Regions from separate parts of the Oryctolagus cuniculus genome. Here region 1 is linked to region 2. The links are chromatin contacts, called in public Micro-C maps. All regions are on one chromosome and are shown on one strand. The core of a region is the stretch at or near the end of the contact, and the rest is flanking DNA. Distances in the headings are between cores, read along the strand shown.

Region 1 (6,297 bases), core at 3,703-6,202, 81 kb before region 2:
TTAGGAAGAGACTCTAAACCAATGTTTCCAAAAATGGACAACGGATCAAAGTGAAATGATTTTTTTTCAAGGTCACAGAAAGGGTTTCTGGTGGAAGGAAGAGAATTACTCAAACTTCCTAATTGCTACTCAGCCCTTCTCCCACCTCTCACGCCCACCTCCACCCCTCCCCAAGTCAGATTACTTCAGGATCACTGATTGCTTCTTCCTATCTGGATACAGCCTGACTGGACTGATGGCAGTTCAGACTATGACCAAGCCTGTTGATCAAATTCCACCGGGAACACGCCTGTAGTCAAAAGGAACTGGGTTTATTCACTGTATTTCACATAACGCAGACACTCTGAGGTGCCTTGGCGAGATACTGGGAGGAGCCTATTTTTGGATTTGGGTTTGTGCCGGACAGCTCTAGATAGTCTGAGGAAGTAGCGACCATTTTGGATCGGACACGGTCAAGAAGTGGGACAGTTCTGTGAGCAGGCATCTGAATTGTTCCCAGCAGGTGGAGGATTGAAGCAGGACTGGATTTGTCACTGGAAAAGAAGGTGGCCCCACTCAGGCTAGTCAGAAGAGGAGGAAGCTGAGGCCTATTTGTGGTGCCAGGGTAGCTGTGTTTCTGATTCCAACTACAGAGCTGGCTGGTACTTATTTCCATTCGGTGAACATTGTTTACATTCAGAACGGGGGTCTAGCAGCCAGCTGCACAGGTTTTCATTTGCTCACCTGCAAACATTTCATCCCTGAATACAACATCCCACCCACCTCTTGGTGTTTCTAACTCTAAAAGATTAAATGTGTCTCCCCTTGCAGTCGCCTGCTTTTTGTTACTTTAAATAAAATAACAGAGAGAAGCTTTTTGGGAAAGAAAAGGTTTATTTCAGCTTAAAGCTTAGAGAAAACAGTTCAGGATTGGGCAGCCCAAGGTCTAGCATCTGTGGAGGCGGGTCACAGCAGGTGCAGAGGCACGGCCACATGTGAGTGGAGAAGCAGAGAGAGAAAACCTGGGTCACACTTGAACTCAAAATTATACCCAACCTTCTTTGGAGAACCACCCTCCAAGGGCATACCCCCAGTGACCCAAACACGTCCCACTAGAACCATGTCCCAGACACCATAATTAGGTCACGTCTCCACCCTTGATCCACTAACCATTAAGACATCAGAGTTTAAACATGTTGTATGAGTTTTGGTGACACAAGTCCTGTTATGCCCATAACACCTCTCATTGGCAAAGTGGAGAAGAGCAGATCCTGCGATCGTCCACTGCCACTTCCCACTCGTGCAGGGACCCCTCACAACAGTTCTTCCAAGAAAGGGAACATACTGCCCCCCAAGGCAGCTCCTCATCACGTGCGCATGTTCTTACTCAAAACTTCTCCTCATATAGTATATTTTTTTAATTTTTAAAGTAATGAAGTTTCCTTTTTTATGATTTATTTATTTATTTGAAAGTTAGAGTTACACAGAGAGAAGGAGGGGCAGAGAGAGAGAGAGAGAGAGAGGTCTTCCACCCATGGTTCACTCCCCAGATGGCCGCAACGGCTGGAGCTGTGTCAATCTGAAGCCAGGAGCCAGGAGCTTCTTCCAGGTCTCCCACGCGGGCACAGGTGTCGCTCCCCCTCTTCGTGGAGGAACGACACTAAACCCTGCCTAGGCTTCATATCCGAGTCACGGCACCATTATGTCACTCCCCGTCTTCGTGGAGGAACGACACAGGACCCTGCGCTGTTCTTTCATCTGCTCGGCCCTCCCCGGGTTTGCTGCTGGTTCTTCCCGGGTTGGCTACCGTCCCTTCCACCTCCGTGGAAGGGCGGTTCCCCCTGCCACATTCCCCACTTCCGCGGGGGAGCGGCACACCGCCGGCCGGCTCTCTCGGGGGCTGCACAGGTGTTCCTTCAGCTAGATGTTCCCCTTAGATGTTCCCGGTGCATGCCGTCTCTCTCCTCCTTTATAGTCCTCCTCCGCCAATCCCAACTCGGCTGCCCACACGCCGAGTACGCTGCTCTCCTCCAATCAGGAGCAGGTCCTACAGTTTATTGGTTGAACTGGAGGCAGCTGTGTAGAAGCTGTTTTCTCCTCTCCCAGCGCCATATTGTGGGAGAGCAGATGCATAGAATAAGTCTTAATTCCAGTAACTCAGTCCAGTCCGGGTTGCTCCCCACACACAGGGGCCCAAGGACTTGGGCCATCTTCTACTGCTTTCCCAGGCCATAGCAGAGAGCTGGATTGGAAGTGGAGCTACCGGGTCTCGAATCAGCACCCATATGGGATGCCAGTGCTTCAGGCCAGGGTGTTAACCCACTGAGCCACAGTGCTGGCCCCTCATATAGTATTTGAAAAGGTAATACATGAACTTTGTTTAAACAAAACCGTGAGCATATAGTAATTTGATCAATGCATATTGTATTCAGGTGTCAAAAAAATCACAACGTACCTTCTGTTATGTACAATTATCACATTGATCTAAAAAAAAAATAGGGAGTCAGTGAATAACATCACAGTACCTGGATTCAGTTCTTGGCTCTGGCTCCAGACTCCAGCTAATGCAAACCTTGGGAGGCAGCAGTGAAGGCTCCAGGAATCGGATTCCAATCACCCACATGGGAGACCTGGACTGAGCTCCTCGCAGCTGCCTTTGGTCCTGGCACAGCCCCAGCTGCTGTAAGTATTTAGGGAGTGATCCAGCAGATGAGAGTGCGCTCTCTCTTCCTCTCACATAAATAAACACTTTTTAAAAATTAAAAACAGCATACAGTGAAGATGAAGAAGTGTTCTTCTTGTCCCCCCGCCCCCATCCGTCTCCCAGACGACCTTGCAGAGTGTGTTTGTGCATATGCCAGCATTGTGTGTCTTCTCTATCACTTCTTTTAAACGTGATGGCATCCCAACCACATGGTGTTGCACATTGCTTTTGTATTCAGTTATTCATTCATGCAATAAATATTTACCAAGCTCTATGTGCCAGGCACTGTTGTGAATGATGAGAAAACAGCAGGGAACAAAACAAAGTGCCTGCCGTGGAGGAGCTTATGGTGCAGTGCAAAGAGACAAGCCGTCAACAAGTGCAGAGCTGCCAGACACGGACACCAGCTGGGGGAGGAGTAAACAGTTTAGAGTAGCCAGGGCAGGTCTTCTGGATCGCAGGACATTGGACTAGAGAACAAAGAAGTGAGAGTGCAGGACAAAAAGTTATCTGCAGAAGGAATGGCTGCAATACAGACCAACAAGAGCAAAAGCCCTGAGTTGGAAGCCTGCTTGACTTTGAAAGCTTTTACAAACCCAGCGTGGCAGGAGCATGGACAACAGAGATAACGCGGAGAGGGAGGCTGCAGGCAGTTCACTTAGGAAGCTGTTAACTGGGACAGCGCTGGATGTTATTCGAATTGTGATGGCTTTGAGCAAGGGGAAGGTGTAAAAATAAACAGGAACATCACTATGAAAGCAACACTGAGCTTTCAAAACCAACTTGGGAGGTCCTTCAGGGAGCAGGACCTACGCACTGTGAACTGTGGTCCCCACCTGGAACAACCGGATAATGACACTGTCCGGAGACTCCAGATGCTTGTCACAAGGTGACCGGACCCTGGATGTATGGACAGTTTCCAGTAGGCAAATACATTCTTTATCTTCTGGTCATGCGAGCCCGGTCTTTCTCAAAAAGATTCCCACCAAAGGATTTTTACCACTTAGTGATAAATCAATACTGCTTGACAGGATCAGCTCCTACTTCCCTGACTTCCTCACAACGCTCGTTCCCAGCTATCTGAGTCTGTATCTCCCGACTTGCAATTCCTGAGACCTCTTCCCCTTTACAATTTTACAATTTCTGAGCTTGAGTTGATCAATAAAGGATATGATCCTTTTCACATTTTAAAAGATCATTCTCGGGGCAGCCGCTGTGACTAGTAAGCTAAGCCTCTGCCTGTGACGCCAAGCATCCCATATGGGCGCCGGTTTGTGTCCTGGCTGCTCCTCTTCCGATCCAGCTCTCTGCTTATAGGCTGGGAAAGCAATAGAAGATGGCCCAAGTGCCTGAGCTCCTGCACTCGCGTGGGAGATCTGGAAGAAGCTCCTGGCTTCGGATCAGCGCAGCTCCGGCCGTCGTGGCCGTTTGGGGAGTGAGCAAGGGATGGAAGAAGTTTCTCTCTGCCTCTCCCTCTCTCTGTCTATAACTCTACTTCTCAAAAAAATATAATCTTAAAAATAAATAAATAAAAGATCATTCTGGCTGCTGGTTGGAGTACAGACTGGGCAGGGGTGGGTAGGGCTGGGGACAGAACACTAGCAAAGGCAGGACTGGTTAGGAGACTTGCTACACACCTTGCAGCCAGGTCTGTACAGACTGCATCCACCTCAGGCCCTCTTAGTTCCGGCTACAGTAATCTACCCTGCGGCTGTATCATAATGTACGTACTCAGTTCCCTGCTGGTGGACATTCAGGCTGTTCTCAACCCTTTTCCTTTTACAAACAACTAAGTAGTGCATCTCCTTTGTGCTCAGGTCCCACCTCCTATGCAGGATGATTCCAAGAAGTCTAACTGCTGATCATATATCAAACCACTTCCCAAACTGAAATTAAATTTGGTGATCTAATTCTCGCCCAGAGAAACAGGTTTATTCACTCTCTGCCACATCAGCCTTTCAGAGATTGGGAGGGGGAGGAAACTTTAAATTAAAGGAGACTTTAATGACTCCCAGTCGAACAAGCCACCACCTGAAGCTGTCTCTTCCTCAAACAGTCCCCATCGCGGGCTCTAGAGAGATAAACCGAGGCACGGGCAGCCTCCGAGTCTGCGCTCTCGTCCCGCCATCCCCGCCCCCTCTCCACCCACCTGCCTAAGCGCCGGCCCGCAGACCCAGCCCGCACACCTCACCGCTTAGGACCGCGATTCCCACTTCCGCCCACCCTGCGGCCGCGGAAGCAGACGCCGATCTCCCTTGTCCCATCCGAGCCGCCGTAGCGCTGGCGCCGCGGGAGCTCGGCAGCTCCGGTCGCCAAGGCAACGGCTCCGCGGCTGGCGGCGGGTGCCGGGCGGCCCCGGGGAGGCGCTGCAGGCCGGCGGCCCCGGCGCGGCGAGGTGGCGAGAGGCAGGTGAGCAGGGGCTGAGCGGGCGCAGGGGACGAGGGGCTGGGGTCGCGGGCTGCACCCTCGTCCCCGGGGCCTCGGCCGCGCCGCGGGTGGCGCCCCCGATACCCTTTGACCCCGCCCTACGTTTGGTGGGAGTGCGTTTTGGATCGTTTTACTGTGTGTGTGGACGTTGGCCTCATTCGAAAGTCTCCTAAAAAGAGACGAGAGCGTTCTAACGGGGAGGAGGGTGGTGGTGGTCGTGGAGTCACCCGAAACTGCCGCAAATGTACGTGTGGGTGCGACCCCGCGGGGACCCGAGAGGACCGTCTGCTTCGCGCGCCGCCTTGCGCCCCTGCAGCGAGGGGTTAGCGGCCGCACCTGCTCGGTGCATACTTGAGCCCTTGTAGGTGAGCTCTCAGCACCGGGCGGCTTTTTTTTTTTTCCTCTGCTGCCACGAGGAACTTCGTTGCGCGTTTGTCGTGAGCCAGGGTCCGGGCTGCTGGCCACGGGTAGAAAGTGAGTGAATGAGAAGTGCGTGTCCGCAGGGCCGTGCGGGGGAGACCCTGTGGTCTGCGTGGGGCTCTGGGCGGGCGGGGGACAGTCATGCACAGAGCGGTCACCCGCATTGCCAGATATCCCAACAGAAGGTGCTGGCCGGGGAGAGGTGCCCGGGGTGGCGGTGGCGGTGGCGGGGTATGGCCGCAGCCCCTCGCAGGACGCGCGGGCTTCCTGGGCAGCTGTAGCATTCAAGGCTTTGCTGTAGGGCGGACTCTGCGGGCTGGAAGTGGCCTGGCCGGCCGACGTTTGAGAGTCCAGCAGATGGCCTTCCCGAAAGCGTGCGTGTCGAAGTTTTGAGGAGTTGGGACGTGATCTTGGAGGCAGAGGGAGGTGTGTTGCGTGTGCGTTTGATTTGTATTTGTGGTGTCAGAAAAGACTGGCTTTGTTGTTCTTGATCTCATCGCTCTTCCCATCTGTTTTGCACTTACAAGCGTTCACTTACGGCAGGGATGGGAGACGCACTGCTTTTTTTTTTTTTTGCCAAGGGCCACTTGAGTATAACATTCGCTGGCCACGTTTGGGGGCCACGCTAAATTGTCAGCTTAAGAATCAGCCTGCTGTATATAGATGTATGGGACTTCGAGTCTCTCCTGTGGTTGCCTTGATAGGGCCAGACCAAATGAATTCGTGGGCCGTGTATAGCCTGTGGGCTGGGCATTCCGCTTCCCTGA
Region 2 (6,257 bases), core at 3,698-6,197:
TGGCCGTGTGTGCCGTGTGACACGATGGTGCCCTGGCCGTGTGTGCCGTGTGACAGGATGGTGCCCTGGCTGTGTGTACCATGTGACACGATGGTGCCCTGGCTGTGTGTGCCGTGTGACAGGATGGTGCCCTGGCTGTGTGTACCATGTGACAGGATGGTGCCCTGGCCCTGTGTGCCATGTGACAGGATGGTGCCCTGGCCCTGTGTGCCATGTGACAGGATGGTGCCCTGGCTGTGTGTACCATGTGACAGGATGGTGCCCTGGCCGTGTGTGCTGTGTGACACAATGGTGCCCTGGCCATGTGTGCCGTGTGACAGGATGGTGCCCTGGCTGTGTGTGCCGTGTGACAGGATGGTGCCCTGGCTGTGTGTACCGTGTGACAGGATGGTGCCTGGCTGTGTGCCATGTGACAGGATGGTGCCCTGGCTGTGTGTGCCGTGTGACAGGATGGTGCCCTGGCCGTGTGTGCCGTGTGACGGGATGGTGTGTACAGGAGAACTCTGCAGGCTTCCAGCCCTGCTCGGCCCCTGGAGCAGGTTCCAGAGCAGGAGATTTCGCAGAGCCAGGCCAGGAATCCACTGCTGAGGCTCTGTGGAGAGCAGGGTGACGGGGAACGTTGCCCGCAGAGGGGACAGCACCGCAGGCCTTGAGCTCAGGAAGAACCTAGCTCCGCTGAGGCATGGGAGAGGCGACTGTAGCAGAGCAGCTGGGCCAGGGAGAGACTGGGCCGAGAGAAAGTGTCGCAGAGGAAGGCAGGGCCAGGTCAGGGCAAGACTTCAGGGGCGGACACAGGCGTGGTGGCTCCGCTAGATGTGGCATGGAAGGCAGCCACGGTGGATGGAGCAGGGGTCCTGTGACCCAGTTTCCGCATCGAGAGCGTCTCCTGGCTGCTGTGTAGAAGGTGGGCTGGAGGTGAGAGGGGAGCAGGACTGCCGTGAGGGGCTCTGCCTGGGGGCCGGGTGAGACGCACCGGGACCTGGTGGGCGGTGCGTGTGAAGGAGGGACCAGGTGAGACGCACGGGGACCTGGTGGGCGATGCGTGTGGAGGAGGGGCCAGGTGAGACGCACCGGGACCTGGTGGGCGGTGCGTGTGGAGGAGGGGCCGGGTGAGACGCACGGGGACCTGGTGGTCGATGCGTGTGGAGGAGGGGCCAGGTGAGACGCACCGGGACCTGGTGGGCGGTGCGTGTGGAGGAGGGGCCAGGTGAGACGTACCGGGACCTGGTGGGCGATGCGTGTGGAGGAGGTCAGGGCAAATCCAAGTTGTTTTGCCATAGGATGACACTGGTGGTGGATTGTTTGGGGGTGGGGAAGGAGGAGGCTCACAGATGGCTTCAGGTGCCCAGCCTGAGCCTGCACAGCCTATGGGACGGTGGGGCCTCCTCCGAGCAGGGGAAGGCTGGAGGGGAGCTGGCATGGGACGGTTTGCGAGGCTGGTGGGAGAGCCGTGGTAAGCAGGTGGATCACACAGCCAGAGCTCTCCTCGGGGCCTTGGGGCTGTTTGGGGGCCGTCAGCAGGTACTACTTAGGGGAAGGGACGAGAACCTCTGGGGAGCAGGACTCCCCACACTCCCTCCCAAAGCCTGTCTCCTCCGTCTGCACCCAGTGCAGGGGTCAGGGCCCAGGCTGTCTGTCCTGGCGGGAGACAGGCTCCTCTCCAGTGCCCCTGCCCTGGGTGTGCCCCTGCCCTGGGCGTGCCCCGGGCACCGGAGCCTCCACACATGGCTGCAGGCAGCAGCCCTGCCCTCTCCAGGCTCTGGGAGTGTGCTCAGCGTGGAGCCTTGCCTCTTCTGCTCCCCTCGGCACTGCCTGGTTCTTGGGTTCCCGTCACAGAGAGAGGCCGTTGCCCTTTGAGTCTGGGGAGTGCCCGCTCAGTAGGCCCTGGCATTGCCATCGGGTTTCCACAGCCCTTTCTTTGTCCAGGAAGACTTGGAGAGCGTTTGACCCACCCCTGACGAGTCCTGTCTCCTGGGACCAAGTCCCGCTTCTGTGCTCATGTCCTCTGCAAAGCCTGCTTGTTTTTTGTGTGATTTCTGCAAATATTGAATTTTTTAGAAAGAAAAAACAACAGGAAATGACCTTTCTAGTATATTTGGAAAGCAGCTTGTAGTTGTAACGGAATCTGCCTGAGCAATGAAGACTCACAGCCACCGACGGGAACGGCCCGTGGCGCTCTCGGCAGAGCCGGGGCCTCTTCAGTTTACAAAGCTGGGGGCGGGGAGAGCATCACAAACCCCGGGGAGAAGTGGCTTCCTGTGGGGAGACCTGACTGCCCGAGCAGGCACCTGCAGGCGCCACAGCCTCTGACCTGGGGCTGCTCTCTGCCATCCCGGGCATCCAGGCCCCACAAAGGTGCCAAGGCCGCCTGAGAATCAGGGAGAGACAGCTTCACTCTCTAGCACCCCGGGACTCGAGCTGAGATAGGAGATCGTCGATCGCTCTCGGTCTCGCCTTGTCTGCTGGCTCTGCCCGGATCTCCCTTTATTGGCCTTTCTCTGTAGGTTTCAGCCCAAAGTCACCTCCTTAGGACCTTTCCCTAACCATCTGACCTCGGACAGCCCGTCTGCCTGCAGCGAACCCTCTCCTGTTCTTGCCTAGCACATAGCGCCACCTGTGCCGATCCATTCCTTGACTGGCTCAATACTTTTTCTCTCGTATCAGGTCCTAAGTGACTTCTTTAGCATCTAATGTGTGTGCCACGCCTGGCACAATCCTGGGATTTAGAAGGCGCTCAGTGAACAGTGAGTGACCTGCTAGGACTGGAGGAGACTTTGTGGTCATATTTCAACCTTCATGCTGCAGATGGGGGGAGGGAGCTGGGAACCAAGAAGGGACCCTTTGTCGGGTCACACACTGCATGCCGGTGGAGCCGGTCTTGCAGCCACCGTTACGACACAGGCTCTTTCTACCTGAGAATGTAGAGCATCTTCTATTATTTACTCATTCATTAAATATTCATTAAACTTCAACCATGTGCTAGGCCTGTCTACTGTAGCAGTGCACATGAGCCAGGGGCCCGACGCTTGTGGAAGTAGAAGTTTGGGCCTCTGTAGCAAGCAACAACAGCGGAGTTGATTGAAATGTCAAAAGGGAAATTTTACCTTGTCCCCTGCAGAGGGCCGGTGCTAGTGATTTACTGATTGCACGCCTCCCATGCCCCTGTGACTTCCAGACTGTGTGTGCGGCTTCGAGGCGTTGGATCTTCACGACAGCTCCGAGCTGCCCGTGTCACTGCTGGGACTCCTGCACTTAGGCCTTCCACACACCACGCACCCACCCTTAGATGTGTGGTTCTCTCTGGGACTCATGGCCCCGGGCTGGGGGTCGGGGGGAGGAACGTGGTCTGGGAGAAGGAGCTCTGGACCAGGGTTGGGAACCCTGCTTTGAGGAACCATGGCCCAGGTGAGCTCTGGGATCTCCTTCATTGAGATTGTTACAAACTTCTCATGAACTGGAACTGGATCTTGGACTTTTCTGTCTCCAGAACAGTAAGAAGTCCCTGATTTGTACAGATGACCCCGTCTCGGGTGCTGGGTCGTAGTAGCACAAAACGGCCGAGCCGTCTTAACTCACCTCTGCGGAGGGCAGCCTGACAATCCTAGTGCAGTTTTAAAATTCAGGTCCTCAGATGTGGCCGTTCTGCTTTTGTGGAAACAACTCCGAAGTGCTTCAGTGGGGAAGTCATTGAATTGGTGAGACCTCAGGATAGCAAGCGGCCAAAACAAGAATGTTTGGTGCTTTAGGGACTCTGGGTTGTGTCCAGTGTTTGGTATAATTTGTGCGGGGGTGGCTTCAGGGTGATCGGGAAGTGTTTCTAGATTTAAAAGACCACGATGGAAGAAGGATGGCAGGGGATTGGTGGTGCCACAGGATTCGCTGCACTCCTTACTGGCGCCCTGTTCGCATCTGGGAAGCAGTGGCTGATGGCCTCCAGACAGGATTCAGGTGTTGAAGGAGGTGGCTTAACCTGCCATGCTACAGCAGCCCCTTCTTTATGTATCTTTTTGAATTTTTACCTTATTAGAACAAGAGAGAGAGGGACAGAGATCTTCCATCTGCTGGCCCACTCCCCAAATGCACCCTCCCCAGCTGCCAGGGCTGGGCCAGGCAGAGAGTAGGAGCCCAGACCCAACCCTGGTCTTCCGCACGGGTGGCAGGGACTCAAGTACCTTCTGTACCATTTAAGTTTTATAATATTGCAAATATATTCAAAAATGAAGCTAAAAATCAAATGAATACTTTCCCTGCAAAAAATTTAGAAAAAAATCACTCATAATTGATGTGTAATTATATCATTGGAATTGTTTCCCATTTAACAACAGGTATATGTGTCTTTAAAAAATATTCATCCCTAATTTTGATGCCTGAAACTTCACTTGAATATGGCTTTGTCAAACGCGTCCACATTTCTGCATTGCCCATTGGAATGAGATATCGTGTACTGATTTGGTGGAAAACGCAGGGTTCCTGCCCCGCTGAGCCTCCCCACAGAGGCCTGACGCCCGCGGCGGTGGGTCTGAGGACGGCCATTGTCTGCCGTGATTCCCCCTTGTGCTGATTTTAAAGAGCAGAGGGTGAGTGGAGACGAATACAGATGTGGGAGAACAGTGAAGCCGGAGCGCACCTGGGAGAGGAGAAACCCCAGGCTCACCTTCGGGTCCTGCGCCCTGAGCGCTGGCACAGCCAGAGCGTGTTGGCTCCGCTGATGTTTTCCAGGACTGGCCTTTGAGCTTGGCACAGTTCTCTCCCCGTGCCAGGAGTGTCAGCTGCCAGCACTGGGCAGTGTATGAGACCCGACAGAGCAAAGGTGAGGGCAGAGTCCCGGGGAGGCCATTCAGCGGGAAGCCCCGCAGGGTGCCCAGAGGCCTGGCCAACCGGGGCGCGCTCTTCAAAGGCAGGCGGGGGTGGGGGTGGGGTGACAGAAGGACAGAGAAGAACTTAATTCAGTGGGCGCTCAGGGAGCTGGGACTGAGCAGCCCCCTGTGCTGGCTCAGGGGCCAGGGTGAGGCCTTGCAGCGTGGGTGACGAGGTCCAGATGGAAACCCCTGTTGGGATGAGAAGGGAGGGAGCGGTGGCGCTGGTAGGTGGTGCAGCCAGTCAGGGGCAGTGCACCAGGGTGTGGTTGGGAACCTGCCTCTGGAGCTGCCGTGGGACATGAGCGCTTGCACTTCCGGACTTGGCAGCGCGCCTCGTGGCCGTCCTGCCTGCAGTGACTGCGGCGGGCCGTGCCCCTCTTCTGACGCCTCCAGCAGTCTCCCTGCTTTCAGCAGGAGTAGGAACCACCTCTGGAACTCTTTCAGCTGAGCACAGAGCCTGGTTAGGGCAACTGCTCTCGAGGCAGCCACCGTAGGCTGGGTGCGCCATCTTCTGGAGATAGAGGGAATTGCCTTGGGGTTTGGCCCCACCTTTATTTAACAGGTAGGGAAACGGCCCCAGAGGACAGGGTCTTGCCCCAAGGGTCAGTGGCTGAGCTGTTTTTTTGTTTAATTTTTATTTTTGTTTGAAAGGGAACACGAGCTGGCAAGCTATTTCCTGTCCACTGGTTCACTCCCCAAATGGTTGCAGTGGTTGGGGTTTGGCCAAGCCAAAACCAGGAACCAGAAACTCCATCCTGGTCTCCATGTGGGTGGTCCACATCTGCTGCTTTCCCAGGTGTGTTAGTAGGCAGCAGCCAAAACTCAAACCTGCCCTCGGATACGGGATGCCGGCGACACAAGCGGGGCTTAACCTGCCGTGCCCCAAAGCCAGCCCCGGGAGTTGGGGTTTGAGGTCACGTGTACTCATCTTTTCCTCTCTACTCCAGGATACCTCCTTGTCTCCCTGTCTGATCTTTAAATGCCCCTATATTTTTTAATTTTTATTCATTTGAAAGCAAGAGAGAGAGGTCTTGCCATCCACTGGTTTGCTGCCCAGATGCCACGACAGCTGGGGCTGAGCCAGGCCAAAGCCAGGAGCCCAGAATTCCATCTGGGTCTCCCACATGGGTGGCAGGGATCCTAGGACTTGAGCCTCGCTTTGCTGCCTCCCATGCTTGTTAGCAGGAAGCTGAATCAGAGGCAGAGGTAAGAGTTGATCCCAGGCACTCTACTTTGGGGTGCAGGCATCCCAGGCAGTGGCTTGACCTGTGCCGCAACACCCACTGCCCCCAATTCATTCTCGAGGTGTCTCCTCTGAGCTAGGTATTGTGGAGGCCGTGGACCCAGCCTCCATACGGTCAGCCCTTCCCTGTACACGTAGGTGCATACACCCAGCGC

The links. Hi-C and Micro-C count contacts between places; a contact is called where the count stands out from the background.
Region 1: a contact with region 2 is called in a Micro-C map of ear pinna, with 6 times the contacts expected there. The contact joins the promoter of PKIG here to the enhancer-like site in region 2. A contact is called at or near these places in 3 of 6 Hi-C or Micro-C datasets (ear pinna, liver and an unstated tissue).

Annotation. Positions count from the first base shown.
Region 1 is chr11:14,600,741-14,607,037 of mOryCun1.1, reverse strand. It overlaps PKIG (cAMP-dependent protein kinase inhibitor gamma), which reads left to right and starts at 4,952. Exons shown (of 5, transcript XM_070051808.1): 1 at 4,952-5,092. LOC138844290 (a long non-coding RNA gene) reads right to left here and starts at 2,727. Exons shown (of 2, transcript XR_011379874.1): 1 at 2,505-2,727; 2 at 854-932.
Region 2 is chr11:14,519,296-14,525,552 of mOryCun1.1, reverse strand. The region is part of intron 2 of PKIG (cAMP-dependent protein kinase inhibitor gamma); the gene reads left to right. Among named protein-coding and RNA genes, the nearest start is that of ADA, 42 kb to the right of the region's middle. Within about 2 kb of position 4,947, at least 1 of the 8 cell types and tissues checked has an H3K27ac peak or open chromatin away from gene starts, as enhancers often do. A contact at or near this core is called in ear pinna, where this site is marked.